Linked DNA regions of Mus musculus: all the other regions are linked to region 1. Evidence: chromatin contacts called from public HiChIP or PLAC-seq data. All regions are on one chromosome and are shown on one strand. Each heading gives the region's core, a stretch centred on a gene start, on an enhancer-like site or on the middle of the called end of the contact. The rest is flanking DNA. Distances are from core to core; before and after follow the strand shown.

Region 1 (4,755 bases), core at 1,002-3,501:
TGCATGTTTCTTTAGGGATCTAACTTAAAGGGACTCCAGGAAGATTCAGTCACTTGCATGGGTACTTTCATGAACTTTCCAAAAGGTAATGATCCTCCCTTTAAATAAAACAAAACAAAAAACGGCAACTATTATTATCCTAAGAAAACTAGAAAGAAGGCAAATAATGGGGAAGGAAGTGTCCCTCCAAAGGAAGATTCTAGTCAACATGATTGAGGTGTTTTCCTGGGTCCAGATAAATTATATGTCAACAATATAAACAAGAAAGATTGCTGAGCCATGTTTAGAACAAGAGGTGTCTGCTTGGTAGGATGTCAATGTCATTATCAAAAAATGCAGAAGGGTAGAGTTAGAAAATTGTAGGGTAATGAGCTTGTCACTGAAAAGAAAACGGTCTACATTAGATGTGCGTGCATCCACACATGTACACACCCAACATCGAGGAGTCACACCGGCCTATCTTCGCTGACAGAACTTAACTTGGGAACATATATCTGGGATGCTAGGATCTCTCAGGAGCCTTGTGGAAAGATGGTGTGTGGACAGTGACAATTAGGCTGATTTGCAATCAGCGGACTAACTGCCTGAGTCAACACCACCGCAGGGACATCGGTCTATTCTCACCCACCACCGTGGTCCACAGCCAACAAACTCTTGAGTTCTTAAAGACCCGACTTCTCTGGACATTTCTCCATTCTAGCAGATTACTTTCACACCATTTCAAGTGTTCCTTACCTTCTCTTACTTCACCCTGCTATGCTTCTGCAATTTATACCCATTTCTCTCCTAATCTGGAGTCAACCAAGAAAAAAAGAGTTGATCTGTACTCGTAGCTCACTTCCTTGTCATCAAATGGCCATCATTCCCAACCGCGTTAAAAAAAATGGTTAAACCCAAGGTCACTTTTCTGTCTTTATAAGCTCTGTGTCGCATGCACACCAAAACAGAACGAGAACAAAAATGCAGTACAGGAAGAAAGATGTCTTAGCTAGTAGCAGAAACTTAAAAACCCTAATCACAGGAAATTCAGAATGAGTCAACCGTGTGATGCCTAAAGCTAATGTGATCTTAGAAGGCACAAGAGAAACACAATCAAATTCTGGGTCCCCGGAGAGAACTCTGTCCCAAGGATGACATTTTGCAAACTCATCCTTGTCTGTCCCCTGGAACAGCGTGTTTAGAGGTGGCCTCCTGACAGAGGTAGCAAGGCCTTTCTTTCCTTCAATGAAAACAGTTTAAAAAAAAAAATTCATCTGAATTCAAACTGTCCAAACCAGGAGCTAGTGCGATCACCCTACATGCGTCGAGAGAGAAACTACAGCAAGAAAACCCAGGTTTTTTGATCCAGGGTTTTGAAAACACTCATATTCGCCTCATCGAGAGGAAGAAACCACATCGAGTAGCCACTTTAGGTTGGTGAAGAGACAATGCGAGCCTGGCGGCGCCAGCCGTCCACTCCTACACACTCTCCACTCAACCAACTTTGGGAGTCCGTGAGCCGACCTTAGGAAGCGACCCGGGTTCGGGAATCTGTAGAGTTACTGAACTCCGTAGGACCTGCCACCGGTGTGTTTGCTACTCCCCGGCCGAGGGCCCTTCCCAGCTTTCTCACCCTCCCGAGGTGAAGCTCCGATCCTGCAGCGTGTGCACGCACTTCCCTCTCCACACCACCCGGGGAACCACCAGGCTCGCCCCGGCCGCGGCCAGCGGCCCAGCGCCCGGCCTGCTCACCCGCGTGAGACATGGGCTCGGTGGCGTTCCCGTTGCTCTCCAGGTTGTAGACCACCACGGCCGAGGCGTTCCTCCGCGCCGCCGCCAGCACCTTGTCCTTGAAGGTGCAGCCGCCTCGCGCCACCAGCGCCACCCAGGGCGCGTTGCCGAGGGCGCCGGGCGCCACGAAGCGCGTGTCGGGCGCGCAGCCCTCCGCGGGCGCGGGCGCGCGCGGGACGCCCACCAGGCCCTGCCTCTCCTCCCGGAGCGAGCTTTCTCCGAAGCGGCCGCTCTCCGACACGCTCCACACCGTCAGGTTCGACTGCGGGTCCACGTATTCGATGCTCACCATGGCCGAGTACCACTCGAGCGCCCCGCCGCCCACCCCGGGAGTACACAAGGCCAGCGCCAGCACCGCGAGTGCGTCCCGGGCTCCCACGCCGGCCGCGGGCCGCCGCCGCGCCGCCATGGCCGCCCGGCCGGGCTACTGAGGAAGAAGAGCGCGAGTCAGAACGAGGCGACTCACTCCAGGCTGGCCCACAGCTTTGAGGAGACGGCGGCGGCTCGCGAGAGACCGCCGAGCGCGGCGGGGGCGGACCCGCGGCGCACGCGCACCTGGAGGGGCGTGACCGGGGCGTGGCGACGGAAGGGGTGGGGCCCTGCCCGCGGGCGTGAGGAGTGCGCAGGCGCCAGGGTCTGTGCCGCAGGGCTGTGGGCGGCCGAGCTGAAGCTTGCAGATGCTGCAGAGAGTTGTGCAACCCTGCTGCCAGAGTCCCCAAGTCTGGGGAAGTTTGTGCGCTCCGGGTCGGCCAGCGTGGGACTGCGGTTGTGTAAAGTTTCTCAGAGGGTGGAGTTGACTGTGCAAGGCACGCGGCAAAAGCCTGGCTGCCTAAACCACTTAAACAAACAAGCAAACAACAACAAAAACCACTAAGTCAAGTTGTCCAGATGCCTTTTGTTACAAACTCTGTAATATATTAAATTCTTTGTTGCTCTTTTCTCAATGGTTGCCTTCGAGCCCTTTCTTCCTTCTCCTTAGTTTATGTGTGCCTCTGTTTGGACGAAGACGAAGGTGCTACATTAATCAAAAGGGGGGAAAAAGGGGAAAGGATTTGTTTGGAGGTAAATGGTGGCTGATAGATAGTCCTTCGACAACACAGTGGGTGGATACTTTCAGTGTACCATTAAAAGATCCTGAACACACTAAACATAGTTAAATGCAAGTATGGTAACTCTGCTCCGGTAAAATCTTGAGTAGAGCTGAGATTTGAGATGCTCTGGTAGATCAACCCCAGCGAACCTGAAAGGTATTTCCTTTGAAGAATGTGAAGTCTGACTAGACCCGAATAAACACAGGAGATCTCTCCATAACGCTGAGGAGACATCACACCCGAGTTACCAAATATCAAAAGACATTTAAAATACCTCTTCATATATGAGCTACTGAATATCAAAATGTATTTAAACCTAAGAAGTGGACACTTAAGTGATGGACTTAATGCATAGCTATACATTGTTAGGCACTATTCTGAAGACATACACACACAGGCATATACTGTGACAGACCTTCAACTCATCCCTAAGCCTGACTTATATTATCCTTTTTATCTGAGGGGCCTCAGGTCACCTCACAGATCTCTGTTGTATTGGTCAAACCAGTTTCTCCTGAGAACCAGTTCTATAAAGGAACACCAAGTCTTTAATTACACTGGACTTTCAGCAGAGGCCTGCTTCGATTCTGATGGAGCAACTGAACTCATGATTTCAAAACTCACTCACTATGCCGTTGTGCTGCCGCATTTCTGAACCATGTTCCCTGTGAGGCTTGCTCATGTTGTTTCCCCCTCTTTACTCAGTGTGAGCAAATGCCAAAAGTCCCCTTTGTGTGGCAATAAACTGTGTGATTCGTGAAATCATCGTCAGTCTCTTTATTTCTACCAAACAAACCACTAAGGAGCTGGAAATGAAGTTCAGGGCTTTGATTTCTGATTGACTCACTAGTCTTCCTTCTTTGTGCAAGAGTTTATAATTACAGGAAGTAGTTTGTTGGGGCCCAGACCAATATGTTTTAGGTTAGACCTGGTTCTTTTTATCTTTTGGATTGCATCTGTGGTATGAGACACAGCCTGAGTTCCAGCTAGGAGTAGCTTTAAAGTTAAACCTCTTCTCCCACTCCCATTACTAAAATAATGTATTTATTTTTATTTTATGTATGTGAGTGTTTTGCCTGCATATATATCTATTCACCATGTATGTTTTATGTCCCTTGACTAGCCCTGGAACTGGAGTTATAGACTATTGCCAGCCACTATATGGGTGCTCAGAATCAAACCTAGGTTCTTAACCACTGACCCATCGCCCCAGCCCCAGGAAAGCATGTTTTAAAGGCCAATAGGATTTCCAGGTTAAGGCCTTTCCCATGTTTTAGACCCAGAACAAGATGGTGTGTTTCAGCCTGAGGAACACTCCCGAGAACCCCTGGCGCTGTGCTTCAGCAATGCAAAGGCTTTTAGTTCCCAGAACACAGCGCTGTGGTTTCTTGCTGTCTGACACATTATTTCCTTCTTCCTGAAATGACCTCTTCCTTCTGCCTCTTGTTCGGGCAAACACTACATTGGTTTTGAAATTTTAACCCTTCAGCTGTTTCTTCTGTAAAACCTGTCTTGGCTGACCATGGGCTAACAAAAGCTCGGTTTCCCATGTCACTTGTGCATAATATGTATGCACATTAATTTCATGCTACCAATACTGATTTCGGAATAAGGTTTGGGGCCTTCATAAGGGCCAGGATTTCTTGCTTGCTCTCTTCGAGTGCCAGCTTCAACTAGCAGTATGTTGGGAGCATGCAGATGTAAGTTTACTCTGACCAGTGGGGAACGGGGGCTTCCAAGTTCTAGGCTAGTGAGTGTGAATCTCCATGTGATAGCTGGAGTGGGATGCAAACCTGCAGAGTTTCTAAATCCCAGTCCCTCCAATGATGTGTTTATAAAAAGATAAAGAGAAGATGGGATATGTTCTATGGGAGTATGTGGTGAGGTGTGGGGG
Region 2 (4,755 bases), core at 929-3,428, 410 kb after region 1:
GACCAACCTTATAAACACGGCCGTTTTCATTATAATTTTAAAGGTGATTTAAACACTTAAATTTTTCTCCTTTTGAATTTGAGTTTATATTTATCTTTGATTTATGAAAACTTTGCAGTGTCAATTTGAAGTTGTGTATTTTTGGTCTGCTTCTATTTTATTGTTTTTTAAATGGTAAAATTCAAGTTATGGCCTAGGGTTTATAACTAGATATCTTAGCTGCTTGGCATATTTGTGGCAATTATTTGTGAATGAAGTTGTTTGTACATGAACCCCAGTGGTCAGGAGAGTAAGCCTTACTGACACCGCCATCTCCTTTCCCAGCTCTCTGTGACATGCATCCAATGAGAGCGCTGTTTCTCATCCCCAGAAACCCTCCTCCCAGGCTGAAGTCAAAAAAATGGTAAGCCCCACCTCCCCCTCCCTTCCCCCACTCTGTCGGTCCCTCTCCCCCTTCCCCCCTTTTCTATGCCTTTCTTTTCTTTTCTCCCTACCTCTCTATAGTTTCATTTTGTTCAGGAATAAAATTCTGGCCACCCTAACTTCGGTACTACAAAGTCAGCAGCCTTCAACAGTCTAAGGCACATGAGTTCTTCCTGTTGTTCTTGATTCATCGGATTTCATTTAGTCGCTAATAGCAAGCAACTCCGAAAGCCCCATAATATGAAGAAAAGGCTATGTTTAACGTTTAAGAGTTAAACATCTTTGAAGTGTAATATGTTGCAGAACATTCTTCTTCTAAAATGGCAAAGATGTGTTAAAGTCCTTTGATAACACATTTTAACATTGATGAAGGGTGTCTGGGGCCATCGGCCATGTTTGCAGGCCCTGACTACAGCAGGAGGACCATTTGAACATAGGAGTTAAAAGCATTCTGGGTAATAGAGCAAGATCCTGTTGGGGGTTAGGGTGGGTTGCAGCTATAGTTGTGATGTTTTATAAAGTGTACCAACCAGTGGCAGGGCTGAGTCTTCCACCCCACCCCCATCGTGCACACACAAAGTAAAACCTGTCATTTCTGCCTTTGTCCACTAAACTCTGGGACCTGATGAATCGAGCTCAAGCCAGTGTAAGGCTGGCTGAAGCATCCATCCGTAGATGCCCTGCGTTTGCCAACAGAGGCAGGCCCCTTGCTCATCTCTGTTTGTTATGAGACTTATGGTCATCTGTGCACCTCCCTGACCCCCACGTTAGTGAAGGCCTTTCTCTGTTCCTGTGCCTCTGCTTGTTCCATGATTTAATGGTTAGTGAGTAGTAGTAGACTTAAACTCTGTTCCTTTAAACCTGGCTGCTTTTATCGCTCTGTATGATAATGTTGTTTGTGGTGCACTGCAGGTGTGACCACAGTGACACTGCTGAGTGCTGCAGGACATTGTTAGTGTGCACTGCAGGTGTGGTGACAGTGACACTGCTGACTGCTGCAGTACATTGTTAGTGTGCACTGCAGGTGTGGTCCCAGTGACACTGCTGACTGCTGCAGTACATTGTTAGTATGCACTGCAGGTGTGACCACAGTGACACTGCTGACTGCTGCAGTACATTGTTAGTGTGCACTGCAGGTGTGACCACAGTGACACTGCTGACTGCTGCAGTACATTGTTAGTGTGCACTGCAGGTGTGGTCCCAGTGACACTGCTGACTGCTGCAGTACATTGTTAGTGTGCACTGCAGGTTTGGTCACAGAATGGTTTTCAGGCTCGTCACCAGTATTTTTGAGCTTAACTTTGGTGATAGAAGTTTGATGATATGTTTCACTTTCTCTTACAGGTCAAAGAAATTTTTCAGCTTTATAGAAGGCTGTCTGGTGAAGAATTACATGCAGCGGCCCTCTACAGAGCAACTTTTAAAACACCCTTTCATAAGGGATCAGCCCAATGAAAGGCAGGTTCGAATCCAGCTTAAGGATCACATAGACCGGACCAGAAAGAAGAGAGGCGAGAAAGGTATGAAGGCTCCTTTAAGTTTGCCTTCCTACCATAGCGTTAAGGGGCCCTAGACTGTGTTAAAGCAGCAGGCTTCATTCTGACAGTTTAAGTACTGCTGCTGCTGCTGAGCTGCACTCCTTCCCCTGTGCTCTTCCTCCCTAGCACCCTCTTTCCTCTTCCTGTCTCGTGGCCCTGGGCTTTCCTGCACACTTGCACAGCAAGAGCAAGACCACTGGATGCTAACACTCCTCAACAGCCCGCCTCCCCTCTCGTGATTTCCGCCTGGTTTTATGTCATATACCGCACACTGACACCCGGGTAAACCGTGTGAAACACACCTCGTTTCCCTGAGGTTGATTTGACTACACAGTCTTCAGTTTCATATGTATGTTTTAGATTACTTTTTTAAGCACAGGAAGATTTTGCTATGTAGTGTCATTTTCAAGTGGCATAATGACTTCATGGTCGGTTCTGCCTCAGATTTATTCCTGGACAGTTGTTTCTTTCTCAGTGAGTTTGTGGTTGTCATATAGGAAAGCTACTGAGTTTTGTATGTTAATTCTGTATCCTGCAGGGTCTTTAAGTGTCTGAGATTAGCAATACTTTGAGTTCTTTCTTGTCTTTATACCTTTTACGTATTACTGTTTAGTTGGGTGGGACTTGAAACACTGTATCAAATAAGTGTCTAGTTCTAGGTTTTAGAGAATATATTCACTATTCCCCATCTAGTACAGTGTTGTTTATAGGTTTGCCTTTACTATAGCCATTACTGTTAGAAGTATATCTGTAGGTTTTGTGCTCCTTCTTTCTTGGGGACTTTTTTTTTAAGTAGGGCCTCACTATAACGTAAGCTGCAGATTCACAGCGATTCTTCCGTCTTATCCTCCCCTCTGCTGGGTGTGTACCACGAGTCAGAAGTTTTCTCCTCTTTTTTTTTTTTTTTTTTTTTTTTTTTGGTTTTTCGAGACAGGGTTTTTCTGTATAGCCCTGGCTGTCCTGGAACTCACTTTGTAGACCAGGCTGGCCTCAAACTCAGAAATCTGCCTGCCTCTGCCTCCCGAGTGCTGGGATTAAAGGCGTGTGCCACCACGCCCGGCTCAAGTTTTCTCCTTTTGAGCTCTGTCCTTGAGTTTATTTACACCATGTATTAAAATTGGGGGGTGTGGGCTGCCACAGTTCTGCATCCTCGAGATAAAGCCATTTTGGTTGTGTCTTTATATGATCTTGAATATGGCTTTCAAGTATTTTGTTGAGAATATAAGAAACCCAATGTTCCTTAGAGAAATTGGCCTTTGATGTTCTTTTATTCCGTCTTTATTGGGTTTGCTGGTAGGTCATCTTGGCTTCATAGGATGAGTCTGGTAGCGTCTTCCCCTTCTTCTTCGTGGAGTGGTGAGAGTGTTGGTGTCCGGTCATCCTCAACAATTTGGCACAACCTGCCCTGCATCTGTCCCGCCTTACACTTCTTAACCCCATCCCAGTCTCAGTGCTCATATCTTACAGATTTCATTGTGGTAAACTGCAGACATTTAGAATCTTGTTCATTTTTTTTCACTTGCCAACCTTTGGAATATAAGTTTTCAGAGCATTTTCTAAGGATCTTTTGGGTTTCATTGGCTCTATGGTAACAATTTGATTTTTATCTTTATGATACTAGTATAACTTGGAGTTAGTCAATCTTATTGATCTTTTCAGAGAGCTGGATGTGGTGACTACTTTTGTGTGACCCCTCTCCCCGAGTCTGCCTCGGTGCTTTCTTCGCTGCTCTTTATTTCTTGACATGAGCTGCGTTTGCTTTAGCTTCTTGATTTCTCTAGACCAGTATTTGAGATCTCTGAATTTTTAACACATCTGCTATTTCTGTCATCTATGTATCGATATCTGTTTATATTTGTCAGTGTAATACTTTCTTGAGTGTGACTATGCTGATGCTGTTGAGTTTTTTGGTTTTCTTGTTTTTTGTATACACTTCCTCAGATTTTATCAGTGGAGAATGACCAGCTCTTCTGTAGGGAGTGTAGCCAGCTCAGAATTCCTGACCTTTGACGGGAGGTCAGACACGCTTCTCCCCATGCCGTTTTCACAAGTTGCATCTTGGTTTTGGTCATTCTGACTCTGGGGATGCTTGTCTACACGGGCATCTGTGAGGATCTGAGCTCTCCTGTTTCTCTCGGCCTTGTTTTTCAGATGAGACGGAGTACGAGTACAGCGGGAGCGAGGAGGAGGAGGAGGAAGTGCCTGAGCAGGAGGGAGAGCCAAGGTACAGACGGCAGCCAGCCCAGGCTTCCCCGATGCCTGCCCACACTCTGTGAGGCTTTCGTGGAGCAGTGGACAGCACTGGCTTGCTTCCTGTCTGCCATTTTTCTCACCCCATGACAGATCTCTGTGAACAATTTCCCAAACTCTTGCCTCGTTTTTAGTTTTGTTTTTAATTCAATTTTATGTTTGAGGTTGAGGATTTAATGCTTTTGGCATTTATTGCTGCAGAAGGCACAAATGGTACAAGTCTGCTGCCGGACCAAAGTCAGTCCCACACAGAGAAGCGTGCAGCTCGGAGGCCAGCAGGCCCTCTGCTGAGAAACTTTCCCACAGCCTTATTTTCCCTACATGCAAATATGGTTGCCAGCCTTTGACCTCCATCCTTCGGGTGTCTTCTGCCTGCTTTAGCTCAGTGGGTTTACTTTCTTATGTTTGTACTTTAGTAATAGGTTCGCCCACAGCTGTTCTAGCTCTGGCCTTACCTTTGGTTGAGTACAGAACAAAACCAAGATGAAGGTTGTGTTGAGACCCATGGGAGCCATGAGTTGGGAATAGAAGTTCAAAGAGGGAC
Region 3 (4,755 bases), core at 1,102-3,601, 270 kb after region 1:
CTCTCTCAAAAAGATAAACCTTCATAATTTAAAATCATGTTAGGTACATGTAAGAGATAAATATAGTGTATTTTGAGTTCTGTGTTTTCTGCTTTAGGTTTCTGCAGAGCACTTAAAAAAAAAAAAAATGCCCCTGCCTCAGATAAGATGCACTGATGTGTTCCCAGCACAGAGTTCAGGGCCTCGGGAAACCTGCTGTGCACCCACACTGTACCTCCAGCCCACTGATGCCTGGGGCTTCCCACTCACCTGTCTTCAGAGCCCTTGGAACGAGTCACATGTGAGGTCCTGGATGGAATTTCCCTCTGGCTTTAGCTCATCTTTCAGGCGGAAGCCTCACCTGGGCTGAGTCCTCAGCTGCCTGTGGAATTTGTCACAAAAGAGTTAGTAAGTAAATGTTTATTGGTCACAAGGTTCAGGTCACCAGGTTTGATGTTTTGTTTGTGAGACAAGGTTTCACTTTTGTAGCCCTGGCGGGACTTGAACTCACTATTATATAGGCCAGGTTGTCCTTGACTTCAAAGATACTTGGCTGCATCTGCCTCCTGAGTTCTGAGCATAAAGGTGTGTGCCAGCACAACCAGCTCTCTCAAGGTGGCTCTTGATGCCTTGAGAAACATCACTTAGGTTTTTACAAACATTTTATTCAAATTTCATCTTTAAGATATATTAAATTGTTTTCATACCGTAGCATAATGGCTCTCAACGTATCCTCACTGCAGACCAATAGGTATGTTACAAAACAAGTTCGTTGTAAAGACGTTGGGAGATATCAGGTCCCTGCCATTCTCTGATGACTTACAGAAATATTTCAAGGTTGCAAGGCTGACTATTTTTTTTAATTGTTATGGTTTATATAATCCTTTATCTGTGTGAAGGAGGAATTTCTCATTACAGTGTGACCAAAATAAACTCTAAAAATAATCTGAACCCCAAGGCTGGCTTCAGACGGTGCCAGGTTCCCATAACCCTTCTACATTTTTCCATCTGTAAAGCTGCTCTCGGTTCACATTACTGGGCTCTATGGTGTGTGAATATAAGCTGAGGCTATAGTGGGAATATATATGTGTAACACAAACCGTTAGCCATTTGATATTTTAGGGATTTCTGGAATGTTATTTGAAAGATGGACTGAACTATCTCTTTGAAAGTTTCAAAACCACTAAGCGGGGGAGGCAATGTCCTAGAGTCCAGCCTGCCAGTAATTCTGCAACCAATGCCTAAGAAAACAAAGGGTCTGCCTGGGGACTGAACCCAGAGAGGCCCAACCAGGAAAAACCACTGGAGCATTTTGCTGGAGAGCGAGGTGAACAAGAATATGCTCTGGGTCTCCTCTGGATGCCCAGATCCCTGACCTCAAAGGTTTGTGTGTTTGCCTCGGTGCTGACTTCAACATGGTCTGGCCCCTGTTCAGCAGCTAGGGAAGCCCTTGAGTAATACATGCTGGTGCTCAAACATTGGGAGCCAGGCATAGACCTAGAACCTCCTAAACTCAGTAACAGTAGAGATCAGAGCAAGCCAGGGGAGGCTAAAGGAAAGGAGCAGTCCAGGGCTGGGAGACTCTGTTCAGAATGGGGATGCCACACAGCACCTCTTCCTTCTCCTACCCCCACCCCACCCCCAGCCCTATCCTCAGACCTGCCTTCGTCCTGTGACTTTTTCAACAAAGGTAGATTAGACACCAGGGTCTTTTCTGGTCCCTCCTCCTCTTTCCCCCCATTCCTTCTTCTCCTCCCCCTCCCTTTCTCCTCTTTCTCCTCCCCCTTCCTCCCTTCCTCCTAGTCTTTGGCTTCCCCTGGACTTTCCCCGACTCTTTAAAAACGTTCTCTCTCTGACAGTCGACAGGGAAAGGAAAGATATTTTCTTCATTGGTGTAAGGCACCCATGCTCCCACAAACAACAACCCGGCGCTCCTGTAAATAACAATAATGAAACTTACTGGGTCATGAAATAAAGGAAGGGGGGATGAGGTTAGAAGGTGGACTAGTTGAGAAGGGGAACGGGATTAATGGAGGGTGGGAGGGACAAGATGTTGAGGGGATAAAAGTGATCAAAATGCACAATGAAAACAATTATTATGTGCAATTAAGATATAATAGTAAAACCACTTTTTAAAAGCTCTCTCTCAGTTCTGCCCCTGTAACTACTGTCCTATCTGTCCCTAGCCTTCACATGAAACGTCTTGCCATCAAGACGTGACTGTGGCATTGCGTCCCTCCCTAAGCCAGTGTGCCTGGACTTCCCCTGCTGGAACAGTGGCGTCATCTCAAAGGTCACAGCGACTTCCTGATTTTAAGTCCAGGAAGCTTTCTGGGAGCTGATGCTCTCACCGGCCTCTGTGTAATGATGTCTACAGACCACCGCTCCTCAGGTTGGAGATGCCCTTTGATATTGTGACTTCACTTCCTGTTTTCCCCTCCCCCACCCTCACCATACCTATCTCCAAAAGCTTTTTCTATCTTCCTATGCCTCTAAAGCAGTAGATCTCAACCTGTTGGCTGAGTGGCCCCTCTGGAGCCAAACAGCCCTTACATAGGGATAGCATATCAGATATCCTGCATATCAAATATTTACATTATGATTGGTAACAGTAGCAGGTTTACAGTTATGAAGTAGCAACAAAAATAATGTTATGGTTGGGGGGGGGGGTCTCCCCAACATGAGGAACTGCATGAAAGTATCACAGCATTAGGAAGGTTGCAGCTCTAAAGCAAGATGGCGGTGCTAGTTTATAGCACACTATCACAGGGTGCTGAAGACAATTGTAAAACAATTGGCTTTCTGCCCACTCTGAAAGCTAGACGTCCAAGATGGCATCAGTGTTGGTATATCAGTCTATTTTCCACTGCTACAAAAAAAAAAAAAAAAAAACCACAAAACTGCCTGGTGTTGGGTTCTTTGTAAAGAAAGAGGTTTTATTTAACTCATACATCTTCAAGTCCAAGAGCACAGCCCTGATTGTCACTCAGCTCTGGTGAGGGCCTCCCTGCAGGAACATGTGCTGAAATCGGATAGCAAGATCCGAAATCAGAGAAATTCAGGCTCTATAGCTTGATCTCCAAGGACCTGACCAGAGTGTCACAACTCTATCAATCCCTGCCTAGTGCAGCATCCACAAAAACTTAACCACCTCCCGATAGGCCCCACCTCTTAAAGGTTCAACCACCTTACACTGCCACACTGGGAACCAAATTTCCCACACATGACCCTTTGAGGAGGACACTCAAGTCATCTCTGAACTATAGCAGCTGGTTTCTTCTGTAGGCTGTCTTATTGATTTATAGATGGTGGGCCTTCTCCTGTGGCCTTGTATTCTACCTCCGTTTATATATGTATCTAATTTCCTTCTCTTATAAGGACACTAATCATATTAGATTAGTTCTCCCTAATGACTTTGTCTTAATCATCTCTGTAAACTCATTTTCTCTAAATGAACTCCATTCTGGGACACGGGAGATGGGCATCGCCGCAACACATGGATTTTGGAGGTGGAAGAAAAAGGCATAATGTCATCCCTAGCCATGGTCAATCTCATTCAAATCCTTGGTCCTTTTAAATATTGCTTTCTTATACCCATCTAAAAGCTGGGTGTATAGTTATCAAGCAAAATGGTTTTTTTTTTAATTGCAAAAAGTAATATATCTCATGAAAACATCAAAGGTGTCGGGGAAAAGGACTAATGAGATGTTGTGATTTCGAAATAAAATGCAGCTCCCAGTCCTCACCTGCGCTCTGAGCCTGATTCCACTGTGCTCCCAGTCCCAGTGAGTGCTGGCAGTTCCCACAGGCTACGGAGCAGTGCCTACTCGGGCTCCCTTGTCTTCACCTAAGACCCCTACAACCTTTCCAGTCCCCTCTTTCCTCTGCCTGACACTGTGACCAGACATTCCATTTGTCCCTTTCAAAGACTGACTGCATAATTGCTGTTTAATACAGTATTTGTGAAAACCTATTTCATTAGTAAAAATGTCTTTAGAACTTTAGATAATGATGTCAGAGGACAAAATTCACCGAGGAGCCCTTCAACAGAGCACTCAAGAGCTACCACGGCCCCTGTACACACCCCTACACCCACCTTTTCTTGTATTATGTACCCCTTAACATCTTAGGTTTCTCCCACCCAAGGCATGATACCTTGACACCTCTGCTCTAAGCCTTAAGGATCTGCACACGTCTCACCATCTAAGCCCAGCTTCTTGGGCCAGTGTTTGCCGATTTCTTGACCGACTTCTGCTCCTGCACAGGACACGGTGTAGAGTGACTGTAGTGCCCATTTGCTTTGCCCTGACTATCCTCATACAGCTCATTTGTGGGCATCCACTCTAGTATTCTTTTGAAATATTGCTTCCCCATGTGTACTATCAGAACCCCTAAAGACGGTGCCTGCCTCTTCTGAGAAGTGTTTCCTAGCCTTTCACCTGCTTTGAGTACACCACTCTGGGAAGCCCCATCCTCAGGGTCTCCTTGAGCCATGTTGATAGCATGCTAAATGCCCAGCTTGGGGCTTATGTATTTTTCCTGTCCTTGTCCCCCTAAGGGCTGAAAGAGGCTGAGGGCGGGTTGTACAAGGCCACAAGTGTTGACTCGGAATGGATCAGAATCCAAAGCCAAGACCTATGCAAAGAAAACAAGTCTTTGTCCTTCGTGCCCTGTGTAAGGTACTTTGCCACCTGCTTTCTGCTGGTATTATTCATGTGACAGGCCAGTCTGAAACTGTAGGTTAGTTGAGGACACTGTAGAGAATGATCATATTGC

The links. HiChIP or PLAC-seq counts read pairs in DNA pulled down with a chosen protein or histone mark.
Region 2: a contact with region 1 is called in an H3K4me3 HiChIP or PLAC-seq map of bone marrow-derived macrophages, with 2.2 times the contacts expected there. The contact joins the enhancer-like site here to the promoter of Rnf149 in region 1. A contact is called at or near these places in 2 of 39 promoter capture datasets (embryonic stem cells and neural stem cells), 1 of 15 datasets of contacts at CTCF or cohesin (pro-B cells), 9 of 484 Hi-C or Micro-C datasets (B cells, CD4 T cells, bone marrow-derived macrophages and 5 more), 12 of 115 datasets of contacts at active chromatin or transcription factors (the SCID.adh cell line, astrocytes, bone marrow-derived macrophages and 8 more) and 2 of 9 other capture datasets (adipose tissue and macrophages).
Region 3: an H3K27ac HiChIP or PLAC-seq map of regulatory T cell precursor shows a contact between it and region 1, with 7 times the contacts expected there. The contact joins the promoter of 1700066B17Rik here to the promoter of Rnf149 in region 1. A contact is called at or near these places in 1 of 39 promoter capture datasets (hippocampal neurons), 1 of 484 Hi-C or Micro-C datasets (Th1 cells), 6 of 115 datasets of contacts at active chromatin or transcription factors (bone marrow-derived dendritic cells, bone marrow-derived macrophages, effector CD8 T cells and 3 more) and 1 of 9 other capture datasets (adipose tissue).

The regions. Positions count from the first base shown.
Region 1 is chr1:39,575,096-39,579,850 of GRCm38.p6, forward strand. It overlaps Rnf149 (ring finger protein 149), which reads right to left and starts at 2,252. Exons shown (of 7, transcript NM_001033135.3): 1 at 1,732-2,252. The coding sequence starts at 2,179.
Region 2 is chr1:39,984,858-39,989,612 of GRCm38.p6, forward strand. It overlaps Map4k4 (mitogen-activated protein kinase kinase kinase kinase 4), which reads left to right. Exons shown (of 32, transcript NM_001252200.1): 9 at 325-403; 10 at 1,768-1,943; 11 at 4,113-4,185. Among named protein-coding and RNA genes, the nearest start is that of Map4k4, 86 kb to the left of the region's middle. Within about 2 kb of position 2,179, at least 16 of the 459 cell types and tissues checked have an H3K27ac peak or open chromatin away from gene starts, as enhancers often do. A contact at or near this core is called in bone marrow-derived macrophages and effector CD8 T cells, where this site is marked.
Region 3 is chr1:39,844,979-39,849,733 of GRCm38.p6, forward strand. It overlaps 1700066B17Rik (RIKEN cDNA 1700066B17 gene), which reads right to left and starts at 2,352. Exons shown (of 5, transcript NR_040465.1): 1 at 2,331-2,352; 2 at 687-868; 3 at 250-361.